Linked DNA regions of Mus musculus: regions 1, 3, 4, 5, 6 and 7 are each linked to region 2. A link is a contact called in public HiChIP or PLAC-seq and promoter capture Hi-C data. All regions are on one chromosome and are shown on one strand. Each heading gives the region's core, a stretch centred on a gene start, on an enhancer-like site or on the middle of the called end of the contact. The rest is flanking DNA. Distances are from core to core; before and after follow the strand shown. Region 1 holds the start of Dnm1 (dynamin 1). Region 2 holds the start of Exosc2 (exosome component 2). Region 3 holds the start of Dpm2 (dolichol-phosphate (beta-D) mannosyltransferase 2). Region 4 holds the start of D330023K18Rik (RIKEN cDNA D330023K18 gene). Region 5 holds the start of Uck1 (uridine-cytidine kinase 1). Region 6 holds the start of Slc25a25 (solute carrier family 25 (mitochondrial carrier, phosphate carrier), member 25). Region 7 holds the start of Pomt1 (protein-O-mannosyltransferase 1).

Evidence for each region. Promoter capture Hi-C pulls out the DNA fragments that hold promoters and counts their contacts. HiChIP or PLAC-seq counts read pairs in DNA pulled down with a chosen protein or histone mark.
Region 1: a promoter capture Hi-C map of pre-B cells shows a contact between it and region 2, with 3 times the contacts expected there. The contact joins the promoter of Dnm1 here to the promoter of Exosc2 in region 2. A contact is called at or near these places in 5 of 39 promoter capture datasets (the C10 cell line, HPC-7-derived erythroid cells, liver and 2 more), 5 of 115 datasets of contacts at active chromatin or transcription factors (embryonic stem cells, extraembryonic endoderm stem cells, memory CD8 T cells and 1 more) and 1 of 9 other capture datasets (embryonic stem cells).
Region 3: a promoter capture Hi-C map of pre-B cells shows a contact between it and region 2, with 4 times the contacts expected there. The contact joins the promoter of Dpm2 here to the promoter of Exosc2 in region 2. A contact is called at or near these places in 2 of 39 promoter capture datasets (liver and pre-B cells) and 2 of 115 datasets of contacts at active chromatin or transcription factors (large pre-B cells and memory CD8 T cells).
Region 4: a promoter capture Hi-C map of pre-B cells shows a contact between it and region 2, with 2.9 times the contacts expected there. The contact joins the promoter of D330023K18Rik here to the promoter of Exosc2 in region 2. A contact is called at or near these places in 5 of 39 promoter capture datasets (cranial neural crest, hippocampal neurons, liver and 1 more), 1 of 115 datasets of contacts at active chromatin or transcription factors (memory CD8 T cells) and 1 of 9 other capture datasets (adipose tissue).
Region 5: a contact with region 2 is called in a promoter capture Hi-C map of pre-B cells, with 4 times the contacts expected there. The contact joins the promoter of Uck1 here to the promoter of Exosc2 in region 2. A contact is called at or near these places in 5 of 39 promoter capture datasets (hippocampal neurons, liver, pre-B cells and 1 more) and 1 of 484 Hi-C or Micro-C datasets (erythroblasts).
Region 6: a promoter capture Hi-C map of pre-B cells shows a contact between it and region 2, with 3 times the contacts expected there. The contact joins the promoter of Slc25a25 here to the promoter of Exosc2 in region 2. A contact is called at or near these places in 3 of 39 promoter capture datasets (liver, pre-B cells and stem cell-derived epiblast-like cells) and 1 of 115 datasets of contacts at active chromatin or transcription factors (pancreatic cancer cells).
Region 7: an H3K4me3 HiChIP or PLAC-seq map of the SCID.adh cell line shows a contact between it and region 2, with 9 read pairs. The contact joins the promoter of Pomt1 here to the promoter of Exosc2 in region 2. A contact is called at or near these places in 4 of 39 promoter capture datasets (embryonic stem cells, hippocampal neurons, neural stem cells and 1 more), 2 of 484 Hi-C or Micro-C datasets (CD8 T cells and erythroblasts), 5 of 115 datasets of contacts at active chromatin or transcription factors (the SCID.adh cell line, embryonic stem cells, large pre-B cells and 1 more) and 1 of 9 other capture datasets (adipose tissue).

Annotation. Positions count from the first base shown.
Region 1 is chr2:32,352,047-32,354,768 of GRCm38.p6, reverse strand. It overlaps Dnm1 (dynamin 1), which reads left to right and starts at 1,440. Exons shown (of 23, transcript NM_001301737.1): 1 at 1,440-1,720. The coding sequence starts at 1,560.
Region 2 is chr2:31,669,416-31,672,322 of GRCm38.p6, reverse strand. It overlaps Exosc2 (exosome component 2), which reads right to left and starts at 1,608. Exons shown (of 9, transcript NM_144886.3): 1 at 1,462-1,608. The coding sequence starts at 1,583.
Region 3 is chr2:32,569,440-32,572,139 of GRCm38.p6, reverse strand. Dpm2 (dolichol-phosphate (beta-D) mannosyltransferase 2) reads right to left here and starts at 1,282. Exons shown (of 4, transcript NM_010073.2): 1 at 1,228-1,282; 2 at 845-934. The coding sequence starts at 1,230. It overlaps Fam102a (family with sequence similarity 102, member A), which reads right to left. Exons shown (of 11, transcript NM_153560.4): 11 at 2,390-2,700.
Region 4 is chr2:31,150,951-31,153,650 of GRCm38.p6, reverse strand. It overlaps D330023K18Rik (RIKEN cDNA D330023K18 gene), which reads left to right and starts at 1,360. Exons shown (of 2, transcript NR_040334.1): 1 at 1,360-1,669; 2 at 2,401-2,602. It overlaps Gpr107 (G protein-coupled receptor 107), which reads right to left and starts at 1,335. Exons shown (of 18, transcript NM_178760.4): 1 at 1,170-1,335. The coding sequence starts at 1,292.
Region 5 is chr2:32,258,515-32,261,388 of GRCm38.p6, reverse strand. It overlaps Uck1 (uridine-cytidine kinase 1), which reads left to right and starts at 1,284. Exons shown (of 7, transcript NM_011675.2): 1 at 1,284-1,480; 2 at 1,650-1,809; 3 at 2,722-2,818. The coding sequence starts at 1,355.
Region 6 is chr2:32,450,013-32,452,898 of GRCm38.p6, reverse strand. It overlaps Slc25a25 (solute carrier family 25 (mitochondrial carrier, phosphate carrier), member 25), which reads left to right and starts at 1,429. Exons shown (of 10, transcript NM_001164357.1): 1 at 1,429-1,832. The coding sequence starts at 1,575. It overlaps Naif1 (nuclear apoptosis inducing factor 1), which reads right to left and starts at 2,442. Exons shown (of 2, transcript NM_194335.2): 1 at 1-2,442. The coding sequence starts at 460.
Region 7 is chr2:32,235,364-32,238,257 of GRCm38.p6, reverse strand. Pomt1 (protein-O-mannosyltransferase 1) reads right to left here and starts at 1,618. Exons shown (of 20, transcript NM_145145.2): 1 at 1,517-1,618; 2 at 747-898. The coding sequence starts at 1,552.

The DNA of each region.
Region 1 (2,722 bases), core at 191-2,690, 680 kb before region 2:
ACACCAGGTCTGGGCTGGGCCTCACACAGACATTCTATTTTGTCATTGTGCCAACTCTACAGATTAGATAGCTATGACCCAGAAATGACCCAGAGGTAAGGTCTGGGTGGTTCTCCCCTAACTGGAAATCCCTTCTCACTGGGCTCATGGTCCACACACTTCTAGTCTCTGTTCCAGCATTATTATCCTGTATGAGTTAACAACACAAGCCCTGCCCCAGCCCTGCTCTCCACTCATCACCCCCGGAAAGAGTCATATTTATTGGCATATGACCCCTCCCTTTTCCACTTGACTTTGAGCCACTTGTAGGTGGCTTGTCACTGCCTTGTCTCTGGGGTCTAGCGGGAGCTAGCCTGCTCAGCAACCACACATTCAGTGGGTGAAAAAAATGGATAGTCTCTAATGCCTAGGGCACTTCCCTAGTCTCAGAACATAGAAGTGACCCGATAACCCTCTCTTTCTTGGCTTCTTTGTCAGGAGTCCTAACTAGGTCCTTCTTGATGCAAAAGTGAGTAGCCGAACCTAGATCCAACTATCTGTCTGTGTGAAAAGGACAGGCAAGTATGGCTGCAAGAACCCCTGGTTTGAATAGCACTATTTGCCACTCTGGGCCTGGCGCTCATCCTCTTGGAGCCTTAGAGTTCAAGACAAGAACTTTTGCCTCTCCTCGGCAGCACTTCCTAGGTATTGGGGCCTTTGCACTTCCTGTCCACTCCATCAGGGTGTCGGGCCCCTTCTTATCAGTTAGGTTCCCTTTCAAAGGTAATTTCTTTGGAAAACCTTTGCCCCCTTCTGGCTAATGTGACTTTCCAAGCCCTGTTGGTTTTCTCTGTTTCTTCTAGTACAAACGCTCTTCTGTGTCCCGTCTATCCCACCACCTGTAAGATCTCTGAGTGTAAAGTCCCTAGCTGTTCTGCCGAGTTTTGTGTCTGTAAACTTAGGAAGGGGTCTAGCTTATCATGGGCTCCTGGTAATTTGTTGAATCAATGGTTTTTCTTTCTTCCTCCTAGAACCAGAAACACTGAGGCCCCAGGATAGGAAGGAATATGCTGCAGATTTTTGATTAGTGTCAGAACCTAGACTAGAAAGGCTAAGTGGACTAGGGTTGACTTTGGTCAGCTGACTGCAGCAGCCTGTGGGTGCCAGATCTTCCCTCTAAGGCCTCAGTTTCTCCACTGGGAATAACTGCTGAAATGAAGTAATCATGACCACCACATACTAGCCCATTTCTAGAGTTAGCACCCCTAGCCATCACCAAAAGTATTATCTTCGGTGCAGCATCCGTATCCCAGAAACACAGGTAAGTCTCCCGAAAGCCGCAGAAGAAGAAAACGACAACACCCATGGCGCCCCGCGTTGCGTCTGCGCATAGTGACCAGTCCGCGAATCCCCGCGCGCCATCTAGCGGCGGCCTGGAGAAGCGCTCCGCTCGGATCCCCGAGGGGCGGGGGACCCGCGGCGCACGCAGTCGGGATATTCGGCTGCAGCCGCGAAGCCGGGGGCCAAGAGCCAGAGCAGGAGCGGCGGCCGGATCGCAGCCCGCCGGGCCCGCCGCAACCATGGGCAACCGCGGCATGGAAGACCTCATCCCGCTGGTTAACCGGTTACAGGACGCCTTCTCCGCCATCGGCCAGAACGCGGACCTCGACCTGCCGCAGATCGCCGTGGTAGGCGGCCAGAGCGCCGGCAAGAGCTCGGTGCTGGAGAATTTCGTGGGCAGGTAGGAGCGGCGCGGACACCCGCATCACGGTGCCCCGGGTCCCCACCCCGGGATCCGACGGTCTGGGCGCTGCTCTAGCGGACCGAGCGCCCCCGCCCCCCGCTTGAGTCCTGGGGTCCGCAGCGCCCCCGCCAGCCCGCGGATATCAGTGGAGTCCCCCCACTCACGCCCCCTCGTTCACCCCATCGTCTGTAGAGCGACCTCGGCAGAGAGCTGTCCTTGATCGCCAATACCCTCACCGAGGGGGCCCACATTACTCAGCGCCTCACTGGGAGCTGAGAGCACCCAGAGGGCAATATCCCCTTCCTGGGCTCCTTGGAACCCGCTCTGACCCCATGGGAATTCCTGGTCGTGACAGGGGACAGCCCCCTCCCCCAGTCCCTAGAAAAGGACACAGCCCCATAGGCATCGGAGACCAGGCACAACCCCCCCACCCCGCACACGCACAGGCGCGCGCGCGCGCGCGCGCACACACACACACACACACACACACACACACACACACACACACACACACACACCTCTGCGGCTCCCGCCGCCATCCGTGCGCAGAGAGGCAGAGGGGGAGGCGCGGGCTGCGGTGCGAGGAAAGGAAGGGGGGGGATGGCAGCGGGAGGAGAAGCGGCCTGTGAGCCTCTACGGAGCAGCCTGCCTTCGCTGCACCCCTTGGGAAGGGGCTGCTTGTCAGCGTCCTCCTCCCCTGGCCTGGCAGAAGGGTTGTGATGGAGAGAAAAGGCGGCAGAGGGCAGAGATGACTAAGTCCAGGAGGCAGGATGGCGAGGAGGGGGGTGGTGAGCCATTGCAGAACCTAATCCTCCTCTGGCCTCTGATCCCACAAGGCTCTGGGAAGGCCAGGTGGCAGAGTGGAGGAGAGCCTTAGAGACAAAGGGTCTTGGACTTAGAGGGGGCAAGCAGGGTCGTGACCCCCCTCCGCACCACCTCCCTAGGCTCCTTTGGAGCTAGGGAAGACAGAAGTGGCATTTCTGGTTCTTAGAAAGAGCA
Region 2 (2,907 bases), core at 359-2,858:
GCTCAAATGTCACTGCCTAACATCCTACCTCCACATCCCAGGCAGCACAGGGATCCCCAACTGCTCCTGGTCCACCCCATTCCCAACTACACACCTGTTCTCCCCCTTCCGCTGCATTTACGATTTTCTTGTGGCATTTACTGTTTCTGTTCCTTGCTATATCTTAACCTCCACCAGGACACGGGTGTTCACTTTGGTACCCCAACCACACCGGCTATGTTGAACACATGCTGCAACTATGAAGGAATGAATCCTAAGATATCTGCCATCTAATACCTTAAACTTAAAGCTTAGAGGCAACACTATAAACACTATAATCTCATTTGTACCAAAAAAAAAGAAGAAAGAAAAAGAAAGAAAGAGGAAGAAAGAACAAACTAGGTGCAACGGACAAACGGCCACACCTTTGAGTTAAGAATTTGGGAGGCGGGCTGGTGAGATGGCTCAGCAGGTAAGAGCACCCGACTGCTCTTCCAAAGGTCCTGAGTTCAAATCCCAGCAACCACATGGTGGCTCACAACCATCCGTAATGAGATCTGACTCCCTCTTCTGGTATGTCTGAAGACAGCTACAGTGTACTTACATATAATAAATAAATAAATCTTAAAAAAAAAAAAAAAGAATTTGGGAGGCAGAAGCAGGTGGATCTCTTGAGTTCAAAATCAGAGCGGTCTACATAGTAAGTTCCAGGACAGTCAGTGCTACATAGTGAGATTGGAGGGTTGGGGGTGAGGGGGGGGGACGACGGGGGGGGGGGGACGGACAGACATCGGGAAGACTGGCTACCTAATGCAGATTTATCTTTGGTGGTAATACAATGGTGGATTTTGCTCTCCTGCCCCACTTTTCAGTTAATACTCACTAACCTACCAATTCCTGTTGTCACCACTGTCTTCCAGGTGAGGATACCGGCCTTAGCAAGGTGCTAAACTAAGGATAACAATGTCAGATGTCCGACTCCATAGACAGCCCTAACTGCCACATGTTGTGACTTTCCGTGCTAAATTTGTATTGTTGGGTACAATATGTTGCCTCAACCCCCGCTCCACCAAAATTACTGCTTCCAAGTCAGGCTTGTCGCTGAGGTAACACTGAAAGAGATGACCAACCCCACTGTCCATTCAGAGGGTTGTAAGAAGGGCCCTGCAACCAGCCCTCCCCAGTTCTCCCTCCCTAGGAAGGCTCAAGAATCTTGAGTTTCAGGATAAGGGTCCAAAAGTTCCGAACGCCATAGATCAAAAGAGGGAATCAGGAACTGACAAAGGTGCAGCCAAGATGCCGGGAGTCAGAAGCGTGAGGCTCGCAAAGGAGGGAACTAGTATGGATGCTCCGATGTGTCCCGGGTAACTCGGGGACTTAGATACAACGGGACAGGAGGCCTGGGTTCCGGGACAGCGGGCCACGTGCAGAGAGCTCTGCAGCCGCCTCCTGAGGCCTTGGGACCCCCAAATCCTCACGTACCGCATGAAGCCTGTGTCCGTGGTGATCGTGTCCCCCGGCACCACCAAGTGTTTCTTAGAGTCGCGGCCCAAGCTCTCACTGAGAGGTTTGCGAGCTTTAGGGAGCCTCATCTCCAACGCCATCTTGGCGCCAATGACTTGCGCAGGCGCAGCTCTACACCGCTCCTCAACTCCCGCCTTCCTTCAGAGAAGCGACCAATGGGAATGGATAGTGTGGCAGCCATGTTGAGTATTGGCAATATTAAGTTAACTCGTGGAAGTGAGGGCACCAAGCTGCCATGTTTACTATTGGCAAGAAAGCACCTGCGGAATGATGAATTCTCATGTCGTAAGGGAATATGACATTAGTTTGGTTTGGTGTTTGGATGTCAGTTTTGTGTTTGTTTTAGAGGAACGACCCCGTGTAGGGCTAGCCTCAAACTCTGTATAGTTGAGGATAACCTTGCTGAGGTCCAGATGTTCATGCCTCCACCTCCCAAATGCTGCGATTACGTGAGTTTGTGTAGGTTGTGGGTTTGGTGGTGGTGGTAGTGGTAGTGGTAGTGGTAGTGGTAGTGGTAGTGGTAGTGGTAGTGGTAGTGGTAGTGGTAGTGGTAGTGGTAGTGGTAGTGGTAGTGGTAGTGGTGTTTGATGCCCAAGAGGACAAAAGAGGATGTTGGAGTCCCTGTAACTGGAATTATAGAAGTTTGTGAGCCATTATGTGGGTGCTGGGAAACGAAACCAAGTCCTCTGGAAATGTGGCCAGTACTCTCAACCTCTGAACCACCTCTCCATTCCAGGTGTAGGATTTTTTAAAGACAGTGCCTCATGTCATCCAGGTTGGTCTCAAACTAGCTGTGTAACCCAGGGTATCCTTGAACTCCTCCTCCTCCACCTCCCAGGAGCTGGGATTACAGGTGTAAGCTGCCATACCAAACTGTATGAGTTTTTACCCAAACTGTTCCATTTCATCATTTTATTTATTGTTGGCAAGTCTAGAGATTGAGAAATGAACCTTGGCATCCAACTCAAAACCACTATAATCTAATATTTTGTAGACTATAGATTTAGGACCGGGATTTACAGGAAACACCATCTGAGGAGAAGCTAGAACCCTCTGAATACTGCTCCTCGTGGGCCTTGTCTTCTAGCCCCTTAGGTGCTGTCCTCACCTACTGCCCTATGGCTCTAATGTGCTTTAGTAAGGACCTCTTCTGAGTGATGACATGTGTCTGCTGAAAGATGACTGTTGTAAACAGTCATGTGACAAGCAAGTCTGTAGGGAGGCATAAATGTAACTTTTATTTTCCTGTTGTAATTGTTGACTGGGAGGTTTACTGTCTTTGTTTGCTAACCTAGGTCTAGTTCTGGAAGCTTCTAGACTCTGTACAGTCTTATCTAGGCCTAAAATGTTTTCAGCCTCTGAATTGCTGCTGAATAAGCTCCCCCTTTCTAGTTCTTTCTGAGC
Region 3 (2,700 bases), core at 33-2,532, 900 kb before region 2:
TGTCTCTGTATTGTTGAATACTGCCTGGGCCTTGTGAGTGCTGGAAACCATCCTTTTTGATTTCTGAGGCCCTGGCTGACCTCACCAAGCTGCCCTCCCCCCTTCTTCTGCCTTCTGAGAACTCTAGGTCTTTTAAAGAGGTCTTTATTTTTTGATCATGCATTTGTGCCTGTGAGTCCAGGTGTACTTTCATCCAAGCCCTGGATCTCCAATCTAACTCCTAACACAACTTAAGCAGCAATGGCGTTCCGTTCCAGGGACTTTTGCTGGGTCTCCTGGAGCTGGAGTTACAGATGGTTGTAGCTGGCCATGTGGGTGCTGGAACTTGAACCCCAGTCCTCTGGAGAATCAGCCAGTTCTCTTCATCACCGAAGGTCAGCCCACCTAACTTTCCTCTCTGAAGGATACCAAGTACTGCAAGATGCCCCTTTCCAAGCACAGTGTACTTTAAAACAATAACTAACAAAATTTCCCACATTAAAGAGAGAGGCAGAGAGAGAGAGAGAGAGAGAGAGAGAGAGAGAGAGACTTGAGATGTTAATAAACTCCACCGGCGACTGCTACACCCAGGAACCTGCTGGCTAACCAGGAGGACAAACACAAAATAAAGCCTCACTGTGCGGCAGTTCAGAGGCTGAGAAACAGCCTTCTCCCCGAGTCTTAGCCTCCTCATCTATAAAATGTAGACACCATCTGCAAGCACCATAGTGTAGATTTCGTGAGATTAGAGCTAGCTAAACATCCAGACGCTGGCACACAGACGCTGATTAAGTCGCGTTAGGAAACTGGCTTAGAGATCCAGAGCAAAATGAAGGTGAGCGGGGTGGGGGTGGGGCACACATACCAAGAGAATCACCCAAGTGGTGTAGTAGGTGAAGATGATCAAGCTAACGGCGACAAGGCCAAATCCTACTGCTTGGTCTGTCCCGGTGGCCTGGAGAAAAATAAAGGCTCAGCAGGCGAGATGGCTCGTGTACAAGCACTAACGGAGGGTCGGAGCAGCCGGTTTACACTCCAAACCTCTCATTCATTTAGAACCACGGAGGGCTTACTAGAAGTGGCTCTCGGGTTTAGAAAGCCACGTCAGGCCTCGTGTCACCTGTCTGCAAGCGGTGGAGAGAGCGATCTGGGTTTGGAGAGCCCAACTCCATCTCCCAAGGAGACTCTTACTCAGAGCCCCGACCCCTGGTACCCTCAAATCACACATGTACTCCACCCCAGGCTCACCATCTCTCCAGCGTTCCGCCGGAGCAACAAAATACATCCGGTTCCTGGTTTAGGCCTTTCCGGCTTGTAAATCACGTGACACGCGGAGACTCGTCTGAGCTGACGTGCGGGCACTTTTCCCCGCCCTCCAGTGCATGTCGGGAAATGTAGTTTCTGCAGGGAACTGTAGGGCCGGGAGCTCAGACTTTCAGGTTTTTGTGGCTACATCCCTGTCAGACCCTTCCCAAACAATAATCATTTAAACATTATCCTACAGTCCCAAGCCAGAGTGAGATGTACCCCAGAGTTGGAAGTCCCGGAAAGGGATAGATCATAATGAGTTGGTTGTTGAAGCAGACATCAGAATTCAAAGGCTCTACATTCTGGCCTTGAAACTGTTAATGGAAGAGTCTGTATAGAATGACCACCACTGGCCTGGCCTATGAGAATTTCCACTGGTTGGCTTCCTAGGGAACTTTCTAGGCTTCCCTTCATTGTCCACTGCCAGAGGTTTCAGAATGGCCCTCTTAGAACCAAGGGGCGCTGGGCCAAATTATCTTTCATGCTTTTCTTCTGTTTCTCACCCAGAACACTACTCTCATGGCATATGGGGCTAGCTGCTGTAGATCCATTCTTCTCCAAATGCTACACCATGCAGGTTATCCATTTCTGCAACCAGAGGCAACAGCTCCCTCTTTGTGCCCTGACAGGTATTTTTAACCAGTTTCTTCGATGATTAGGACCAAAAGTGGGGCTTTAAGATCCCCGAATTGATGCTGGGCATGGTGGTGCATTTCTGTAGTCCCAACACTCTGGAGGCATGAGGAGTAGTAGGTCTCCTTAAACCTCATGGCTAAAGGAAACCTTATAAATACCAAATAAAAACGTTTTATTCTTTCCCCAAAACCAGAGTGAGACACCGTCTCAAACAAGAAGAGGTTCAGGAGTAACAGGTGTTCTCCGACCTTTGTCAAGTGCCCATTCATATTCATACAAACATGTGTGGACATATATGTAATATGTATGTGTGTGTTTGTGGTGAGCATTATGACTGGGGTCAGACTGGAGAACACTAACCTACTTTCCCCAGCATGTCATCTTACACATACATGGCTAACTCCTGTTAGCAGCCCCCAAGTCAACACGGTGATGAGAATGAAAAGAAACACCAACAAAAAGCAGTAACAAAAACATCGGCATTTAATTCCACCCCCAAACCAAACATTGACACTAGGCTGATTTCCCCATATGACATAATTTTCTATTATAAGCTGAGACAGATATGAACAGCCCACGGAATGGGGTGCAGTGGTAACCTGGTTAGAAAGGAATAACACAAAAGCAAATTCTCCCCACAGAAGAAGATGGGCCTGCTCATCCTGCCAGACCACGTGGTCAGCTGTAGGGTAACCAGAAAAGAACCCTAAAAATATTGCAGATCTTTTATATCTCTCTAATAGAAACATTAAACTGTCTTACAGGTCCCAAACTGGC
Region 4 (2,700 bases), core at 111-2,610, 520 kb after region 2:
CAAGATTGATCTGTCTTGCTGTAGGTAAGAGTCACTTTACTCAAGATCATTTGTTTGTTTGTTTTTCAAGACAGGGTTTCTCTGTATAGCCCCGACTGTCCTAGAACTCACTTTGTAGACCAGGCTGGCCTCGAACTCAGAAATCCGCCAGCCTCTGCCTCCCAAGTGCTGGGATTAAAGGCATGCGCCACTACCGCCCAGCTTCAAGATCATTTTAACAATCAAAAGCAGACAGCCCAAGTGTGCCTGTATGGATTTGGCCAGGTTTCAAATCTACAGTCTGTCTGGACCCTTTAAACGCTACATTCACAAGCCTTTATCCTTCACACCTAATGGAAAGTGTTTTTACAGACAGCTGTGTCCAGATCCGCAACTTCTTGGTACACTGACTATTAGGAAAATGTACAAGGCTTTGAGTCATAATGATGTCACTTTCTGTTCTCCAGGTATATTAACCGGCTGCCAATCCTGTGTAAGCCTTAGAGAACTTTCTACTGTGAGTTAGCTACCATAGCGGTTCTTGGTGGTCACTTCAGGCCTGTCATAAACATCTTCCTTAGGCAATGGCCATAGAGCGGGAATGAAAAAGGCCCACTACTTAGAAACACTTTGGATGCTGAGTTTAAATCCTCAGGCTTGTTCTTTCTTATTTTTTCTTCTTGAAACCAAGGCATGTATTTCAAGAGAGATTTGAATTCCTCTTGGGGATTCTGGCTTTGGTCAGTCAACCGAGCACCCTAAACCAAGCAAGGAAACAGGCTAAGATTCCGCACAACTTCAAAGCGCCAGATCAAGGAGCACAGAAGGGCGGAGATCGCGGACAAGAGAACTTGGAATTTAAGTTATGAAAGGGTGAATTAGGGAAGGTTGCCACCAACGTGGAATCCAGGGAAGCCAGCAGGAATCGCAGGAGTGGCCTCCCAGGTCTTTGGGTATTTAGGCCGCATCTGGGCCCCTTCCTCAGGACCTCAAACCTGCAGGGACCAGACTACCCGAGGAGGCCGCACGGCGTAGTCCATCCCTACGGGGCGGCGCAAACCCCCTGGCTCAGGGGCCGAACTTAGGAGATCCCGCTGGGCTGAAGTTGGCTCAGCCCGGGACAGCGGTCGCGCTCCCCCCACCCCCCCGTCGCCACTCCCTGATCCTGCCCCCAGCCTGCCAGGCCTTACTTTGAGCGCCAGGTGATGGACGCGGCCCAAGACGGGGTGGACCAGCAGCTCCAGCAACGCCAGCAGTCGTAGCAGCCGCAGGCAGAAGGAGCCGAAGCGGCCGAGGGGTACCGGGACGGCCATGTTTGTTCCAGCATCACCAGCTGCTTCCTCTCCCACCCACTTCCGGGTCAAAGTGCGTCGTCCCGGAGGTGCTCTGGAAGGGGGCGCGGCTGCCGCCTCCGAGGTCCTTGAGATCGTTTTACTGCAAAACGCAACTCTGGTCACGCAGGGACCTGAGCGGACCACCTCGGCACTCTTCAATTGGCCTCCCAGGACGGACTTCCGGCAAAGCCCCTGTGAGGACCCTGAAGCGTTTGCCATGACAACCATGGCGGGGCAAGTTCAAGCCGGGCCTCCTTTCTGCCTTGCCGGGCTTGGGGATTGAGGGGCCTGGACCAAAGTCTGGAACCCGCAATGTCCGCCACTGACCCTGGCGGATGATTGGACTGCCTTCGGTGGTAATAACTTAGAAATTGCTGGCCTGTCTTAGATTCCTTGACTTATTATCATCCTAGGCCCTTTACACAAACTTCAGCTTGAAATAGTTGCAGTAATAGGATTTATTGAGTCCATAGGAAGCCATCCACTAGGCTTTTTTTTTTTAAGTGGCATTTAATCTTTGGGACAATCTAATTATATAAGAGGTAGGTGTCAGGCTGTTCCTCTGTTCTACCTAAACTCTAAGAAATGGTCATTTTGGCCAGTCTGAGCTGGGGATCACATGCAGATTTTTAACTGATACGTCATTTTGTCTTGTGTGATTTCATGCCACCGCTGGAGTCTGAGCCTTAATGTTTTCTATTTTAGTCTCTTTGGAAACTTAGCTTCTAGTCCTTAACACTTAATGGAAGGACTTGGTTGTAGGTCCCTGGTACCAGGGCTTACAGGAAACACTCGTATTAAAATAGCTGATAACCAAGTTGGTTTAGTTCTTAGATTCTTGTTTTTAGCTGGACACACAAGTAACATATGCTTTTGTGTATGTGCATGTAATTATTTAAGCAAAATAGGACACAATAAAAACACAGGGAACTCTACTACCAGGCAGCTACCACTATGTAGGTGTGTGAACACCTATGACAGAATCAGATTCCTATAGCTTTTTAACTGGAACTAGTAACAGGATGTATTTTGAAGGTCTGGTTGGTTGCTTTTCTAAGTTTTTTATGTATGTGTGTGCCATGTATAGGTACCTGAGAGGACCAGAAGATGGTGTCAGATCCTCGGGAGCTGGAATTGCTGGCAGTTGTGTGTTGCCTGACATCATGAGTACTAGAAAGTTAACTCAGGTATCTATCTATAAGAGCAGTAAGTGCTCTTAACCACTGAGCAGTGTCTCTAACCCAACATGATAGATCTGTATATATAAATACATATAGATAGGAAATTAAGTTTGTTTTTATGTTGTTTGTGTGTTTATAAATGCCATGAGGTGTACCCATAGAGACCAGAAGGGGGCATCAGATCCCTGCAACTGAAGTTACCTTGG
Region 5 (2,874 bases), core at 35-2,534, 590 kb before region 2:
TCCATGGTTGTCTTAAGGCCTCAACCAAGTGCTTCAAGTCTGTGCTGACATAAAAGCAGTTGGGCTGGTGGACTGGCAGCACCTCTGCTCGAGGCAGGCAGCAAGACTGGAGAGTCCAGCAGCGTCCAGGTAAGTGCTCCACCCCATTTCTCAACCCCCTAAGTATTCATAGCAAATGAACGTCAGGAGCAATCAATGCTCACAGGAAGAATTGAAGACCAGGCATGATGGCGCACGCCTTTATTCTTAGTACTCAGGAGGCAGAAGCAGGAGGTCTCTCACTGTGAGTTCAGAGCCATTCGTATCTCCTTTGCAAGTTCTAGGCCAGCTTGGGCTACGCAATGAGACATTTGTCATAAAGAAAGCAAAACAACAACAACAACAACAACAGAATTTAAAAGCCAGGTTGTTGGAGTTGGAGTGAGAGTTGGAGTGACTGCTCTTCCAGAAGCCTAGTTTCAATTCCCAGTACCTACTGGTAGCTTTTAACTGTTAGAAAGTTCACTACCAGAGGGAACCGACTCCCTCTTCTGGTCGCTGTGGGAACTCCAAGCATGTGGTACAAAAACACGGGCACGTAAAACAGCCATACATATAAAGTAAAGTGGAAAAAAAAAAAAGTGTACTGCTCTTGCATAGGACCAGAGTTCAGTTCCCAGCATTTAAAATGGGCAGCTCACAACTGCCTGTAACTACAGCCTTATGGGGATCTGACACTCCCCAGGCACTTCAGTCATGTGCACAGACCCATAACACACACACAAGCACATATAAATAAAATTATTATAAATATTTCCTTTTTTTAAAAAGCCAGGCATGGTGGTACATGCTTGTTACTCCCACCCTCAGAAGGCTGAGGCAGGAGAATGTTTGGGGCCAGCCTGGGCTTCAGAGTACCAGACAGCAAGGGCTATGCGGTAAGAATCTGTCTAAAAATCAAGAGATTTTAACAGATTCATAGATACTTAAATAATGCGCCAGGGAGAGGGAGGTCTTCCTAAGTGTCTCAGGATGACACGTTCTCACGTGGCAGGAGGCACTGATGGGGTTAAGCATAAGGCAGGGACGGTCCTAACCCTGTGGGTGACAGGATCTCGGCTGTGCTAGGGAAATAGGGGTCAGTGGGCTGGAGACCTTGGTCTAGTCCAGCACTTGAGTGTGCGTCTCGTCGGGAGGTGGAGCCCCATCCAGGCCCCGCCTCCAGGTAAAGGGGTCATTCTGGAGTCACTGAGGCTCTTCAGGGACACGGCCTTGAGTGCCGCGCCTCATGCGCGCATGCGCTCATGTCCCCGGAAGCGATGCGCACAGCATCCGTCACTACGTCCAGGCGGGAGCGGGCAGAGTCGGTGAATGTATGTCCGTCGCTCCGGATATGGCTTCGGCGGGAGGCGGCGGCTCGGAGAGCGCCGCGCCCGAGGCCGATCGTCCCCAGCCGCGGCCGTTCCTCATCGGCGTGAGCGGCGGCACCGCTAGTGGCAAGGTGAGCGCCCTGCGCCTGGGCCTCGCGGAGGGATTGCCAGGCCGCTGGTTGGGGCGCCATTGCCTCTGGCCCAACCGCGGCACCTGTTGCTAGCAGCTAAGGGGGTCGTCCCCAGGGGCTGGCGGGTCACTCAGTGCACAAGCTCACTTTTGGCACCTTCTGTCCCCAGTCAACAGTGTGTGAGAAGATCATGGAGCTGCTGGGACAGAACGAAGTGGACCGCCGGCAGCGCAAGTTGGTCATCCTGAGCCAGGACTGCTTCTACAAGGTTCTGACGGCCGAGCAGAAGGCCAAGGCTTTGAAGGGACAGTACAATTTTGACCACCCAGGTACCTGGAGAATGTCTGCCTGGAGAGCTGGGGGTAGAGGATAAACTGCTGTGAGATATGGGCTCTACAGAGATTGCAGACTGCCAGACAGATACAGAGATGTGTATGGATGCAGACTGCTGGACCAGGGCTGTAGGAGATGTTTGTTGGATGCAGACTGCCACCGAGGCTGTCCAGGGATGTGTACATAGGATGCAAAGTGCCAGACTGAGGCTGTCCAGAGAGAACTGCTGGACACCAACTGCCAAGGGGGGCGGGGATTGAATGCAGCAGCAATGGGGCTCCGTGAAACATTACCCTCATTTCCCTTGGTAGTGGGCCCACAGAAAGGTAGGGTTTGCTGAATTCCATGAGCCTGGAGTGACTCAAGATTTTTGCTAGAGCCACTTAGGAAGGAGGAGCCAGGAGATGTTGAGGATCGCTTCTTGATGTGTTGAAATCTCTGCCTGGCACCTTGTTGCTGAGGAGCCCTTTGTACACCCTACCTACCGCCTGCCTGACCTTTGGATTCCCCAAGCTGTCTCGGGGCAGTCAGTCTTCAGGGAGGCCAGTTGTAGAAACAGAGGTTAATCTGGGGCTCAGGCCTTGGAGCTTCCTGGCCTGGTAGGGGCCTGTGTTCCTGAAGGTTTAAGCTTTCCTAGGGACTCCTGAAGGTCAGAGAATAGGACTCTTAACTTTGTTTTGCCAGATACAGAGGAGCAGAGGCTCAAATGATCTCTTTCCCCCAGTGTCAGCCAATCAGAAAGTCTTTGTTCCAGTTTCTGGTGGGACAACCTTACCCTTCATCCTGGGGTGTGCTGTGGGGTCCTCAGCACCCCTGGCTCCCAGCTGCGCTGCCCTTGGGCAGAGGTGGTCCTCCTCCTCTGCTGCACCAGAGCAAATGGGCAGTTTGGGCTTCTCCTGTTTTTGTAGATGCTTTTGATAATGATCTGATGCACAAGACCCTGAAAAACATTGTTGAAGGCAAAACTGTCGAGGTCCCTACCTATGATTTTGTGACCCACTCAAGGTAAGCAGGTGGTTCCTGGGAGGGCTGTCACACCCAGTCCCGTGGTGGGTCCCATC
Region 6 (2,886 bases), core at 180-2,679, 780 kb before region 2:
CCACGGGATGGATCTCTGTGGTACTGGGTAGGCTGATGATGGTGGCCTCACCCAACAGGTTGCAGATCCTCTGTTGCATAGGGGTCAGCAGTACAGGAGCTATGGCTGTGCCACTGCCACCACTGCCACTGCCTGTCCCAGGCCCACCAGCTCCATCATCTTCTGTGGGCCCTGGAGCTTCGCCACCTTCTACAGCAGCTCGGACTTGGGCAACCTTGCGACGGACCTCGGTCTTGAGGTCGGACCACTTCTTCTTGACTTCGGGCAGCTCCCTACGGCAGGTGGCCACAGCGTTGACCCTTCTCAGGATGCCATGCCAGGCTGCACTCTTGGCAGCCAGAGGGACCCCAGCATTGAAGTGGTTCACCAGCAGGTGCTTCTTCAGTTCCAGTTCCTCCACGATGATCTCCACTTCCCGCTCTGAAAAGTTCATCTTCCTCTTCTTGGCTGGGACAGCCATGGCCTCCCCTTTCCTCTCTTTTTAAAGAAATTATAATGCTCTTAACAGCCCCAATTTCTCTTCTCTTCTTCCTCAGCCTCGCCTCTCTTTCACTCCCACCCCCTTTAGGGGGACAGGCAGGGCTTGTTCAAGGCCAAGTACCAGGCCTTAAGTAACCCCCCTCGCTACGCAAAGTGCGTAGGGCCCAGCCCTGACCGGCCCGACCGCCGCCAGCCAGCTGCGTAATGGCTTCCTGAATCTGCCTCTTCCGCTGGGGTGTGCGGAGATCCGCCCACTTCCCTTCTTCCCGCCCCTCGGCACATCCCTGAGAAGCCCCGCCCTCCAGGTTTGGCGTGGCTCAAATATCTGGCCGATCACTGGCTCTCCAGGCCTGCCATTCCTCCTAGAGGACACACCTCTTTGCTAGAACTGGCCTGGTCATTGGTCTAAAGTCTTGTCTGTCGCTTCAGGATGTCCGCCCACACGGACATTATTCACTTCCATTGGAAAAGCAGACTGTCGTTCAGTTCGTGTCGCGACTATTACGTTGTAAAATTCAGTTGTTTTATTGGCAGTTTAGAAGACTCCTAAAGCTTAGCCTCCTGATTTTGATTCGTGTTCTCGGTTTCGAGTCGTCAGCCCGTTAAATTTTCATTTTATTCAATGGTGCTGTGTTTTCTAACTTCAGTCCACAGTTACCCTCATATACATTTCATTTCCACTGTTAGCTACGATCTCTCCTTACACAACGCTCCTCTCAGCCTCATCATTCCGCAGTCTAAATAGAGCTTCTGAATGGGAATTGGACACAAGGCTTTCTGCTTGCCTATTACCCAGCTTCAGCCAATCCCCGGCTCCCTCAGTTTGAATCGCCTTCGAGCTGGCACGGTGACTCCGCCCCCTCATTGATCCCGGAGCCGACATACCGGCCTATGATTGGTCGGCAGTGCGCCAGAGGGCGCGGTCAGCGCCTCTGCGCGCCGCGGGGCGGGGCTCCCGGAAGCGGCCCCTCCCTCCAGTCGGCCGGCTTCTCGGAGCCCGCGCTCGCTGTCTGAGGAAAGCCGGCGTGCTTCCGCGCTCGGGTCGCTCTCCTGCCGCCTTCAGCCCGGCGTCCGGCGCCCCCGCCTCGCGCCCGATGGTGAGCAGTGTGTTGTGCCGCTGCGTGGCCTCCCCGCCGCCGGACGCCGCCGCCACCGCCTCGTCGTCCGCCTCGTCGCCGGCTTCTGTAGGGGACCCGTGCGGCGGCGCCGTCTGTGGCGGCCCGGACCACCAGCTACGCCTGTGGAGCCTCTTCCAGACACTCGACGTCAACCGCGACGGCGGCCTGTGTGTCAACGACCTGGCGGTGGGGCTGCGGCGCCTGGGACTGCACCGCACGGAGGGCGAGCTCCGGGTAAGTCTGCGTGCGCCGTCCGCGCGGGCGGGGAGGATCCGGGAGGTCTTGAGGAGAGAGACCGACGCCAAGGGGACGGGTCGGGACCGCAGGACTTCTCGGGCTGCTTTCTGTAGCCTGTCAGGTTTCGACGGACGCTGCTAGAGCTGAGCGGAACCCCTGGTGTTGGGGGGGATAGTGTCCCTCCACTGACAGATGGAAAGGAAATTCACACCTTGTTAGTGTGGGGCTCCTCAGGTGGGAGATGGGGCCGTGAGAAAAGCTCGTCGTGGCTACAGATGGGCACCCTTGGGTCTCTTTGATGGACAGAAAGCCCCCTCTACTTCCCTCTAGATAGAAGGACAGATAGATCTCAAGATTGCCCTACGGACCTCAAGGCCAAGTTGGTGCCCATCCTCCCTCAACACCTAGGTTCCTATCCACCCATTCTCATTGGCACCCCTTGTCTGTCTGTCTGTCTCTCGCTCGCTCGCTCTTCTCCCCCCACTCTCGTTTCCATGCCACCGGTGCCTCTAATCTGGTTGCTCACAGAGACATGTGGGTGTTGGGGAAGAAAAAAATGGGAACTGGGGTTCTAGGCAGATCAGTGTGGATGTGGGTGATGAAGACTGAACAGTTCTTTCTCATGGCTTAGACCCAGCCCCCCACTGCTGTTTCAGAACACTGGGTCATGATCCCTTTGTCGAATTGGAGTGCGAATATGTTAAAGAATCTGAAGAAAGATTCTTTTTTTGTTTGTTCGGTTGGTTTTGGGGATTTTTTTTTTCTAGACAGTGTTTCTCAATGTAGTCCTGGCTGCCCTGGAACGCCCTCTGTAGACCAGGCTGGCCTCGGAATCAGAGATCCACCTGCCTCTGCCTCCTGAGTGCGCCGGGATTAAAGGCCTTTGCCACCATCGCTCAATTGGAACTTTTTTCAAAAAATGAAAGTTAGATACATCTAAGGATATTTGTTGGCTGGAAAGGGATGGGCCAAGACTGGGAGACAGGGGTGGAGAAATGGCCATTTCTGGGTCTGCAAGAAACAGAACTACTATCCTTCCTGCACAAGAAGC
Region 7 (2,894 bases), core at 369-2,868, 570 kb before region 2:
AATGTATGTATTCTAGTGGTTGTTCTGGGGGACAAATGGGCCATACCCACACTGCTTGCGATGACTATTTCTGGTTGTCACCTTGACTACATTTGGAATGATCTACAATCCAGAAGTTAAGTGTACATCTATGAGAGATCTTTTGCTTAAAATGGATGGATCCACTTCTCGTCTGGACCTTTAAGGCAGGAAGGAACACTAGTTTAATCCAGATTTTGAGGTGGGAAGACACACCTTTAATTTGCACCACACCTGCTGAAAATCTATTTAAAGACACAGAAGTAGGAAGTTTTCCTCTGAGCCTGCTTGCCCTCGCCTTGCTAGCAAGACCATTCCTTCCTTGGCACTAGAGCCCACTTCTTTGGGAAGCCAGAGTATACTGAAGACCAGCTGAGACACCCAGCCATGTGGACTGAGCAGAAAACTACTGGAGTCCTGGACTTTTCCATTCACAGTCAGCGATTGTTGGATTAGCTGGACTGCAGCCAGTAAGTCGTCATTCCAATAAATCATATGTATATATGTATACTATATTATATTTATTTACATATACACACATGCAAACATAGTGTTCTTCTTAAGTTGTTACTCTAGAGAACCCTGAGCAATACACTGCTAAAACATCCATCACCAAGAGATCCAAGAAACCCAGAATGTCTCTCTTTTGCACTGTACGGCAAGGTGATTCCTGTCACTAATTACAATGACTCTTGGATCATTGACTCTCCTCCCCGATCTCTACTTACACCACAGCCCGAGGGTAGGAGAGTTGCCATAGTCGGGTAAGTAGTCCCAGGCCAGTCAGAGCTACCAAGTTCAAATTGATGTCAACAGTCACCACTAGAGGCCGTTTCAAAAATCTTAACATTTTGCAGAAAAGCCAGCTCGGGAGGACTCCCTGGAAAAGAGGGAAAGAACTACCATTAAAGTAAACGGACAGCAGCCCGGGAAGGCACAAACGAGGCCACAGGGTCCTAAAGCCGCCTGGCGTCACGATGAATTTACAGCATAGCGGGTTGGGTTAATAGAACCAGAAGGACTCTTCCAGAACATACCTGTTGGAGAATTACAGTTGTGTTCAAGCACAGGGTATACATAAAAACATCTGAGGGGTGAATTCAGGAATCTCAGAACTGGATACTCATTTCTACAAGTCATTCCAAAAACACCTGCTGGGCACTTGCTAGGAACAAGGCTGCTAATGAATGAAGTGGCCTCTCCTGTCCCTTCCCAATGTGGTTGAAAACTAAGACCCTGAGGAGCTCTGGGCACTGTCATAGCCCAGTGACCTGGATGGACTTTTCCCTCTTCTGGAGGCATTCCTCTCCTCCTAGAGTTGCTTGTGCCCCGAGCCCGTTCTTTCTCTACAGTTCTTCCCACTCTGGCTTTTACAAGAGGCCGCCCTGGAAACGACTTGCTCAGCCAGGATCCGAACATCCACCGTCCCTAGCGCGCCGCCCCTAAGCCGGATCCCAGACCCCAGGAGGGCTCTCAAATCTGGCACTCCAAAACCTACGAGCGTTTCTTCGAGTCCCGTAGAGTGGCTCCCCATGTGGAGCCAGGCCTGCGAACCGCCAGGCAGGATCGACCGTTGGGGGCGAGGCCGCTCGATTACTCTGCAGCGGCCACGGATCGACGCTCAACTAGTTGTGTCTACGCGGCCGACAGACTCTGAGACGCGCGTGCGCAGCCGGAGCGCGAGGTAGTGGCGCGCATGCGCGGCGTGCTCACCGGCCATCAAAGTTGGGCATACTGACTGTCCTATCCTTAGGGCTCCCTTTCCCCTTTTTAATAAAGCACAGTGTGTTTCCACAAGCTGTTCACGTGCTCGGAGCTCTCCGTTTCGGGCCTCGCGTCTACTTTAGCGGTTTCGTTAAGCAGCGCGTTAGCTTACGGGCAGGAGTAAGAGCTTTGAAGCCTCGGGTGCGTTGTACCTCCTGGAGCTGTGTGAGTGGTGGATCGCTTTTTCTCAACTCTTCCCACACTGGAATGCCTACAAGCTGTCTGTCCCTCCTCCTCCCCAAGGTCTCAGGCTCGCTATGTAGAGGATGATGGCTTTGAACTACTGCCTTTGCTTCCCCAGCGCAGGTATTACAATCATGCCTTTTTAGGTGGGTGGGTATTACAATCACGCTCAGATGGCAAGCCAAGCCCGAACCGACTCCAGATGTTTTGCCAAAATTCAGTTTTTACAAGTTAGCTTAGCATTGGGTGACATCCGGTTTAAGATTGTAGCAATGGGGCTGGGCGATCGCTCAGTGGTTAGGAGCACTGGATGCTCTTAAAGAGGTCCTTAGGGATTTTCTTCTTCTTCTTCTTCTTTTTTTTTTTCGAGACAGGGTTTCTCTGTATAGCCCTGGCTGTCCTGGAACTCACGCTGTAGAGCAGGCGGATTTCTGAGTTCGAGGCCAGCCTGGTCTACAGATATACAGAGAAACCCTGTCTCGAAAACAAAACAAACAAAAACAAAAAAAGAGGTCCTTGATTCCATTTCCAGCATCCACATGACAGCTCAGAATCATCTGGAACCGCAATTCCAGAGAATCTGGCACCAGGCAGTCAAGTTACCACAGATACATATAAAATACATTAGTCAAGAGTGCACGGAATTGTTTGTTCATCGTTTAAGCATAGTCTACCCAAGTTCCTGCAAAGAAAGGGCGCCAGAAGATTGGAGAGCGAGCTCTTTGGGTTCCAAGTTTAGTCTGATCATGTAAGTCATGCTGGTGCTTCAGGACAGCTCGTGGGCACTCAGCTTCAGGAGGAAATTGTGTTGCTTGCTGGAAACCTGAGGTATGTATGTGGCTTTAAAAGCTAGTGGATGCTACTACCCAGACCCTTGCCTGTTCTGTAGCAAGAGGCTTATGCCTGGGGGACTGGGATTTCTCATGCAC